Linked DNA regions of Arachis hypogaea: region 2 is linked to region 1. A link is a contact called in public Hi-C data. All regions are on one chromosome and are shown on one strand. The core of a region is the stretch at or near the end of the contact, and the rest is flanking DNA. Distances in the headings are between cores, read along the strand shown.

Region 1 (3,974 bases), core at 1,009-3,508:
TAACGTGTAAATACAACAACTTTATTATTTTTCATAGGTTACAAAAAATAAAGATTTACTATCTATATAAAGTATCAGCAGTGCTTAAAATGCAAAAAAAAAATAATAAATATTTAAAATTTTAATTGTTATCAGTTTATTTGTTAATTTATTTATAATTTTTTTTTGAATAAATATTAATATAAAAATATTTTAAAATGTATTAATAATATAAAAGCAACAAAACACATTATTTGTTTACTTTAACTGGAAATTTCACATACAATATGCAAAAACTTATAATAAAACGCAAATTTATATACCTATATGGTTTGTGGAGTAAACCTTAACCAGTTGTGAAGAGTCGAATTTCATACTTTTATATCATAAATGCTATATAATATTATTGAATCTCAGCATAAATTATATATATATATATATATATATATATATATATATATATATATATTCATGCATCAATCTTATTTATGAATTGGAGTAGTGAGTCCATAACTACTTTCTCATTTATAAGATTCGGATCAGTTACTATTAATTATTACAAAAAGATTTGGGACAATAAAAAATAAGTTTAAAACAAAAAGCTATATATCTTATTTTATATCTTTTACTTATTATTTATTATATTTTATATTCTTTAATTATTATCGAAATAATTGAATAATATTAAATATAATAAGTGTGCAACTATAAATATTATATACATAAAATTATGAATATTAAATTAAATAAAATAATTTTGAATTATTATCTTTTTTAGTATTATCATAATAATAATATTATATGACTAGTAAATATTATTATTTTAAGTTAGTATTTGACCAATAATAATTTATACATATATTTACAAGAATTTGTATACATAAAACATATGATTTATATTTATATTTATTAGAGTTTACACGTATAAATTAACACAACTTGCATTAATATTTATTAAAGTTTATGCATATAAATTAAAAAAAATTATTTATTGAAGACAATTTAATGTTTGTGCTAATTAAATACTGACCAAAATTATTAAAAATTGCTGCCCAATATTTTTCGTTATCCTAATTATTAAATAAAAGAACTTAACATCTTAACGAATTTTAGTGGTTAATATTACAACATTGACTAAGTTCAAATAATAATAATAATAATAATAATAATAATAATAATAATAATAATAATAATAATAATAATAATAATAATAATAATAATTGGAGCAAGGAAACGGAAATTACGACATTAACAGGAAACAGAATGAGAATACCAACATAATAATAAAGAAATCCACATAGGTAGATTCTAGTTTATTTCAAAATACGCCATTTTAATTATATATAAGTAGCAGAATAATGTTCAGCATTCCCTGCATCGCTCTCCAATTCCAATTTTCAACTTTCAACCAACCCTGCAAAAGATGCAGCAACAACATAAGGGAGAAAACATTAAAATCCAAAAGTTGAAGAAGCATAGTCTAAGAATCTAAGTTGAAGATTGACTAAGAAAAAAAACAAAGAAGTGATTTATAAAATATGAAAAGAACAAAATGGAGTTTTCATTCTTCTTTGTACATTGACTTCATATTCTCTATCATTAAATGGTATGAGATTATCTGGCACGAGCCTCACACCTATTTAATAATAATTAAAAATACAAAAAAAAAAACAACGTAACTTTGCTCTGTGTATGAGAAAATATTAAATTAAAAAATATATTAAATATTTAATTTGTCTTCTAAAATTATTACAATTTACAAACATATTATAAGGTATTTTATTTAAAATAACACATGGACATGCCGTATTTTATTTAAAAATGTAAATTATGTCAAAATTATCTATGCCTGTAAATAATATAATTATTTAAAAAAAAGCCGATTAATAAGGTAGTATTTCAAAACAATATTATATATGTAATAAGTGATATTTTCATTACTTGGAGCAATCAGCATTGGGGGAAACAGAGATGGGAAGTGATACTCCACAGTTTCCAGGGAGAGCCTGAGCCAGTTGTGAATTAATGTTGAGACTCTTGGAAGTGGATTTGATGCAGTTGCATGCAGTTTTCTTATCAGCAGAGGTTGCTGCAGCAGCTGCAAGAGCTTTAACGCCAGAGCAACATGGTCCTGGTGGTTTACCACTTCCACTCATCAAGTAATTCACACAAGGCTTTAGGTTCTTAATCACATCACTGCATGATGAAATTGTAGCCTCAGAATTAGTTACTGAGGTCACTAAAATCATAAGAACACATGTAGCAGCAACTGATTTCATGCTTATTTAATTAATTGTTATATGTTGTGGTGGTGATGGTGGTTTCAATTTGCATTGTTGGTCCATGTTTAGACATTTTTATAGGATCAGAGGAAGCTAAAAACTACAAGTAAAAATAATTATTAAAATAAAATTGTTAAATAGAGTACAAGAAAGATAAGTTTGATTTTAATTGTACAAGAAATTGTTAAAATTTCAAGGTTAGGTGGAAGTAACGAAGAAGGGGTTATTCAGTTTCAACAAGTAATATAAGTTGCACAAGATAATTGGTGCATATATAAATATTTTACGGTTTTCAAATCATGTAGGAATTTGATCACTATGGACATTTAATTATGTGCTGGTTGGTAGTAAACCTTGTAAGAGTTGTTTATCACTATTGCACACTTTGTTTGTAGTGTTGACAATGAACCATCCAGGAGCAGAGCAGAACCATGTGTAGGATTCACGGCCAGTAAACTAAAAAAAAAAATAGTGAGAGTCTTAATTTATTTTCTAATTTTTTTTTTAAATTTTGCGATTAAAAAAAATTTTGAACTTCTAATTATCTTCTCAATATTTTTAAAAAATAACATTTAGGACAAATTGCACATTTAAATAAAGTAGAGTAAAATTATTTAAATAAAACATTTCTAAAATAGTTACAATAGTAGTTTATCAAGAAACAACTTTCAGACGTAAACTGCAATAGATTGTAAGGATTTATGAAAATATTCAAATTTTATATCCAGATCTAAATTCACCTCAATTCATAGTTCTTTAACACGGTGCAGTGAACATGAAACTAAGGTGAAGCAAGCTATTTAAAAAAAATGACCTATTAAAAAAAGCCGTTGATCCATTGACCCATTGGACTTTTCTTAAATAGTCCAAACTATCATGTTGGAAGCCCATATATAATTCTACATACCGGGATTTAAATGTGCGGGCCTTAATAAGCTAGGTCAGTTAATTTAATTATAAAATTCTAATTTTTTATGATTAAAAATTTATGATATAAAATTTAAAATAAACAAAATAATTTTAAAAAATTAACTGATATTTGTTGACAAAAGTTGATTCGTTAAGTTTACCCTTTATTATATCATATATACACGCACATATAGTACTCTTTAGACTTTACAGATTGATAGCTCTAAAATAGAAATTAATTAACCTCTATTGTGCGAAGGAAATGGATCTTCTCCGGTTTTTTTAACACTTGAGGAAATGCAGTGTAATCTCTCGCCATTAATTTTATAAGTGTGATCAAAATTAAATATGAGAGAGAACATTGAAGGGTGAGAGATTACAATTGACATCATCCAGTTTTTTTTTTACTGGAGAGGATCTACTCCCATTGTGTGAACCAACTAAGGGGAAGTCATGGCATTCATGAATGGAATTTTCTGATAGATACACTCTTTTCTTAGATATGCTACATCTATTAGTTCTCTTTTAATTTGAAATTAACACAAGAAATAGAATCGTAAATTTCTAAAGGACATATTGCAGAAAATCAACCAAAAACTTTACTCTTCATAATGTACCATAACTGCTCCTAACATGATGCATATCATCAATGTACATAAACCAAGCGGACAAGACAAAATCACCAAGTAGATTAATGAATCTGTTCCCTAACAAGATGAGAAAACTAATTTAAGTCTTTCAACATGTGCGATGGCATATATGTAATGTTTCTTCATTCTCTTAACCTGCATTCTAGCTAAAAGT
Region 2 (3,974 bases), core at 558-3,057, 610 kb before region 1:
TGAATTCATTCATTTAGTAGATCAAATTTCTTTGATTCAAAATTTTCTTGTTTTTCTCTGTAACTCAGGCATCGTAAACAATTTCGGTTCATTTCTTAATTTATTTGAGGTTCATTTGGATGCAGAAATGAATTTAATTATTTTTTTATGATTGAGTCTTTTTGACTACTTGTTGAAATCTGAACTAATTTCAGTTCATTTGTGAATTAACTAAGGTTCACTTGATACTGCTGTTAAGTATTGACCAAATTTTTCATTTCTTAATTTTTTTGGTGCCATCATTAAATAATTTCGGTTCATTTCTTAATTTATTTGAGGTTCATTTGGATGCAGAAATGAATTCAATATGCTTTTGTTGATGATTGAGTCCTTTTGACTACTTGTTTAAATCTAAATTAACTTCGGTTCATTTGTGAATTAACTAAGGTTCACTTAATACTGCTGTTAAGTATTGACCAACTTTTTAATTTCTTACAGCCAAAATGACAAAGAAGACCATCTCAAAAAAGGAGAAGCCTCTTTATGATATAATAACAAATGAATAAAAAATTGTGCATTATATAAATTCAAAAACTCATGCATTCTATCCAAATCCAAATTCATAAATAATACATATTTTAGCAAAAATAAATGAAATTATTCATTATCATTTTATACAATTGCATTAGATTCCATTCTGTTTCATTTCATTCAATTTGTCTTGATAGTCATCCTAACATTTGGAACAAATTATTCATCCACAATACACCTAGACTGCAAATGAACCGAAATATGATTCTAACAGAACTATTGTGTAATAACAAATGAACAAAAAATTGTCCATTGTATAAATTTAGAAACTCCTGCATTCTATCTAAATTCAAATTCATAAACAACATAGATTTTAACAAAGAAGAATGAAATTATTCCTTATCACTTTATTCAATTGCATTAGATTCCATTCCATTCTATTTAATTTGTCTTGAAAGTCATCTCAACTTTTAGGACAACTTATTCATCGACAATACATCTGAACTGCAAATGAACTGAAATATGATTATAACAACACCATTGAATAAACAAATAAACCGAAATTTGTGCATCGTATAAATTCAGAAACTCCTGCATTCATCCAAATGCAAATTCATAAGCAATATAGATTTTAACAAAGAAGAATAAAATTATTCATTATCACTTTATTCAATTATATTAGATTCCATTTAATTTGTCTTGAAAGTTATCCCAACCTTTGGGACAAATTATTCATGGACAACATGAACTGCAAATGAACCAAAATATGATCATAGCAACACTATTGTGTAATAATAAATGAATCGAAAATTGTGCATTGTATAAATTCAGAAACTCTTATATTCTATCTAAATTCAAATTTATAAACAACACAGATTTTAGCAAAGAAAAATAAAATTATTCATTATTACTTTATTCAATGACATTAGATTTCATTTCATTCTATTCAATTCAAAATTGTTGAAGAATGAAATTAGATAAAATTAAGAACGATCTAAACTTCGTCCACTTGATTCGATTAAGAAGAATAATACAAATCGCGATCATTTAATTAATTTGAACCTGAATCATTTATTATTTTAGAACACACAAAATCTAAACGATTTTAAATACACTGTTCGATTTAAAAAAATAACTGCAGATCGAAAATCTAAAAAAAAAAGAATAAACTTAAAGAAAACGAAAAAAAAAAACAAAAACCTAAAGAAAAAGAAACAATAATCAGAGAAAAAAATATAAAAAAAATTAAAAAAAGAAATGTTTACGTTAAAAAGAAACGAACAAGGAGTGATTTACAAGTAAAGCATGACTCTAAATCATTATGTTGGATTTGGTTAGTGAAATTACTTGTATGAGAGCATTTTTGTACTTATAATTGGAGTGTGCGAATGCCGAGTTATCCATTCCATTGCATATGCAGCAATAGCGACTCGTCAAGTAACAATGAGTATGTCTGCTGCTTCGTTGCCGTTAACGAGTTTGGTGCCTCCTCCCCGTGCTCTTTCTTTTCCCTATTTCAAGTCCTTTCATTTCCCCATTCGCACCCCAAACCACAAATTCTCCAAACGACTCGTTGCCAATGCCGACTTCTCATCTTCTGCTCCAACTTCATCTACAGTTGAGGAAGAACAAGAAGAAGAAGAAGAGAGCTACCAAGTTCTCTCGGCTATGAAAAGTGACTACAATGACATAGTCATTGTTGACACCCCAAAGTCTAGAATGCTCCTCCTTGATTCCACGCGTACCTCTCTCTCTCTCTCTCTCTCTCTCTCTCTCTCTCTCACACACACACACACACACACACACAAGCAATTGTTATTAAAAAAATTCAAACTTTACTCCATAGATGATGATCTATGTGTGAAAAGTGTTGGAATCAGGTTCTCCCTCTATATGTTTGTGCAGGTGTGTTTTCTTTTTCTTCTATTTGGATATGATTTTCTATTTTTTTTTTCGTCTTAAAAGTAGGACCTGTGAAGCGTTGATGAATTGGGTGTTAAAATCTCTCAAATGGATCTCTCCTTGTGTGATTATTTTTTTCTCAAATTGGATGGTCATAAGTGAAAAGGGTAAAAGGTGCCATGGAATTTGTGTTGTTTGTGGTAGCTGATAAGTCTCTGAATTTCTGTTTCTTTTGATTGTTGCAGATAATGTTCACAGCATTCTTTACAAGGAGCAAAAGTGGACTGGTTCCTACTGGGTATGTATGTATGTATGTTGCTAGCTTTGAATACTCAAAGTGTTGAATAAAGTGCTCATTATTCTATGAATGTGAAGAGTGGCATCATGCATTCTAGCTGACATGTTTAGTGAAACAAATAAGTACATGATGCAATATCGATATCGAATCAGTTGAGAAACTTCTCTGTTTGGACTTAGTTGCTGCTATCAAGCTGTGAAGTAATAGCAAATTGTGGATTCAATTTTACTTAATGTAGTCTAGGTTCAGTACCAAGTTATAAATTTTGATATAAAAAAACATCTTTTTGGAATTATTAATCATGAAAAACTTAGGCCCTTTAAAGTCTACAAGTGTGTAATTGGGAGAATGTAGGTGGTTAATTATCATTGACTTAATATCTTTTATTTGTTTGAAAAAGTGTTTCCAAGATTTTGTGAAGACAAAAAGTAAAATCAATAAAATGTTGTTTTCATTTCCTGTTTCACTTCTTATAAAATTTTAGAAAAAACAGAAGACATTGAAAATTAAAATGAAAATGAAAATGAAAATGAAAATGAAAATGAAGACCTAACAGGTCTTACTTTTTCACTTTACAGACATGCTCACTTTAGAGAATTCAAATCCAATCATGAAATAGGGAAATGACTAGTGAATTTTGCTATCCTGTAGCCCTGTAATGTAATGCGAGAGATTTGTCGATATCAATGAGTAAATTATATTATCTCTGGTTGTCATATTCTTTTTGTTAGAGAAAGGTACAGTTATGCAGATGAATTTAGTCATTTTTCTGAACTTTTGTTATTGGTATTTAACATCACAATTTGCCATGCTTGTATTGATGTATACATAAGGCATTAGTTATTGATCTCAGCTTCTCAGGAGTTTTTGAACTCATTGAATTAAACAGGATGAATTTGCCAGCTTGCCAGCTATTGTTCCTAAAGGTCCCATTGCTATCTTAGGTTTGGTAATTGATTTAATTCTAAGATGGCATATAATTTTTCTTGTTGATTTTATACCATGGAATTCCCAAAATGTTAATCGGCTTATAAGTAATATGTACCTTAAAATCCTTCAGGGTGGTGGAACTGCTGCTCATTTGATGCTTCACTTATGGCCTTCACTGCAGCTTGAGGGTTGGGAGATTGATGAAATTGTAATATATGCTTTCTGCAATTCAATTTTTGATAAATTTATAGTTTTATACAGAATTTGCTTGCTTTACTGCACAATTTAGGGATAGTTTGAAACTTCTGACAAACATTAAGACAAAAATAATACT

Evidence for each region. Hi-C and Micro-C count contacts between places; a contact is called where the count stands out from the background.
Region 2: a contact with region 1 is called in a Hi-C map of leaf, with 4 times the contacts expected there. The contact joins the promoter of LOC112703033 here to the promoter of LOC112703030 in region 1. A contact is called at or near these places in 3 of 8 Hi-C or Micro-C datasets (leaf and an unstated tissue).

What each region holds. Positions count from the first base shown.
Region 1 is chr7:49,232,069-49,236,042 of arahy.Tifrunner.gnm2.J5K5, reverse strand. It overlaps LOC112703030 (non-specific lipid-transfer protein 8), which reads right to left and starts at 2,258. Exons shown (of 1, transcript XM_025754327.2): 1 at 1,917-2,258. The coding sequence starts at 2,258. The coding sequence ends at 1,917.
Region 2 is chr7:49,841,405-49,845,378 of arahy.Tifrunner.gnm2.J5K5, reverse strand. It overlaps LOC112703033, which reads left to right and starts at 1,807. Exons shown (of 6, transcript XM_025754330.3): 1 at 1,807-2,251; 2 at 2,658-2,710. The coding sequence starts at 1,954.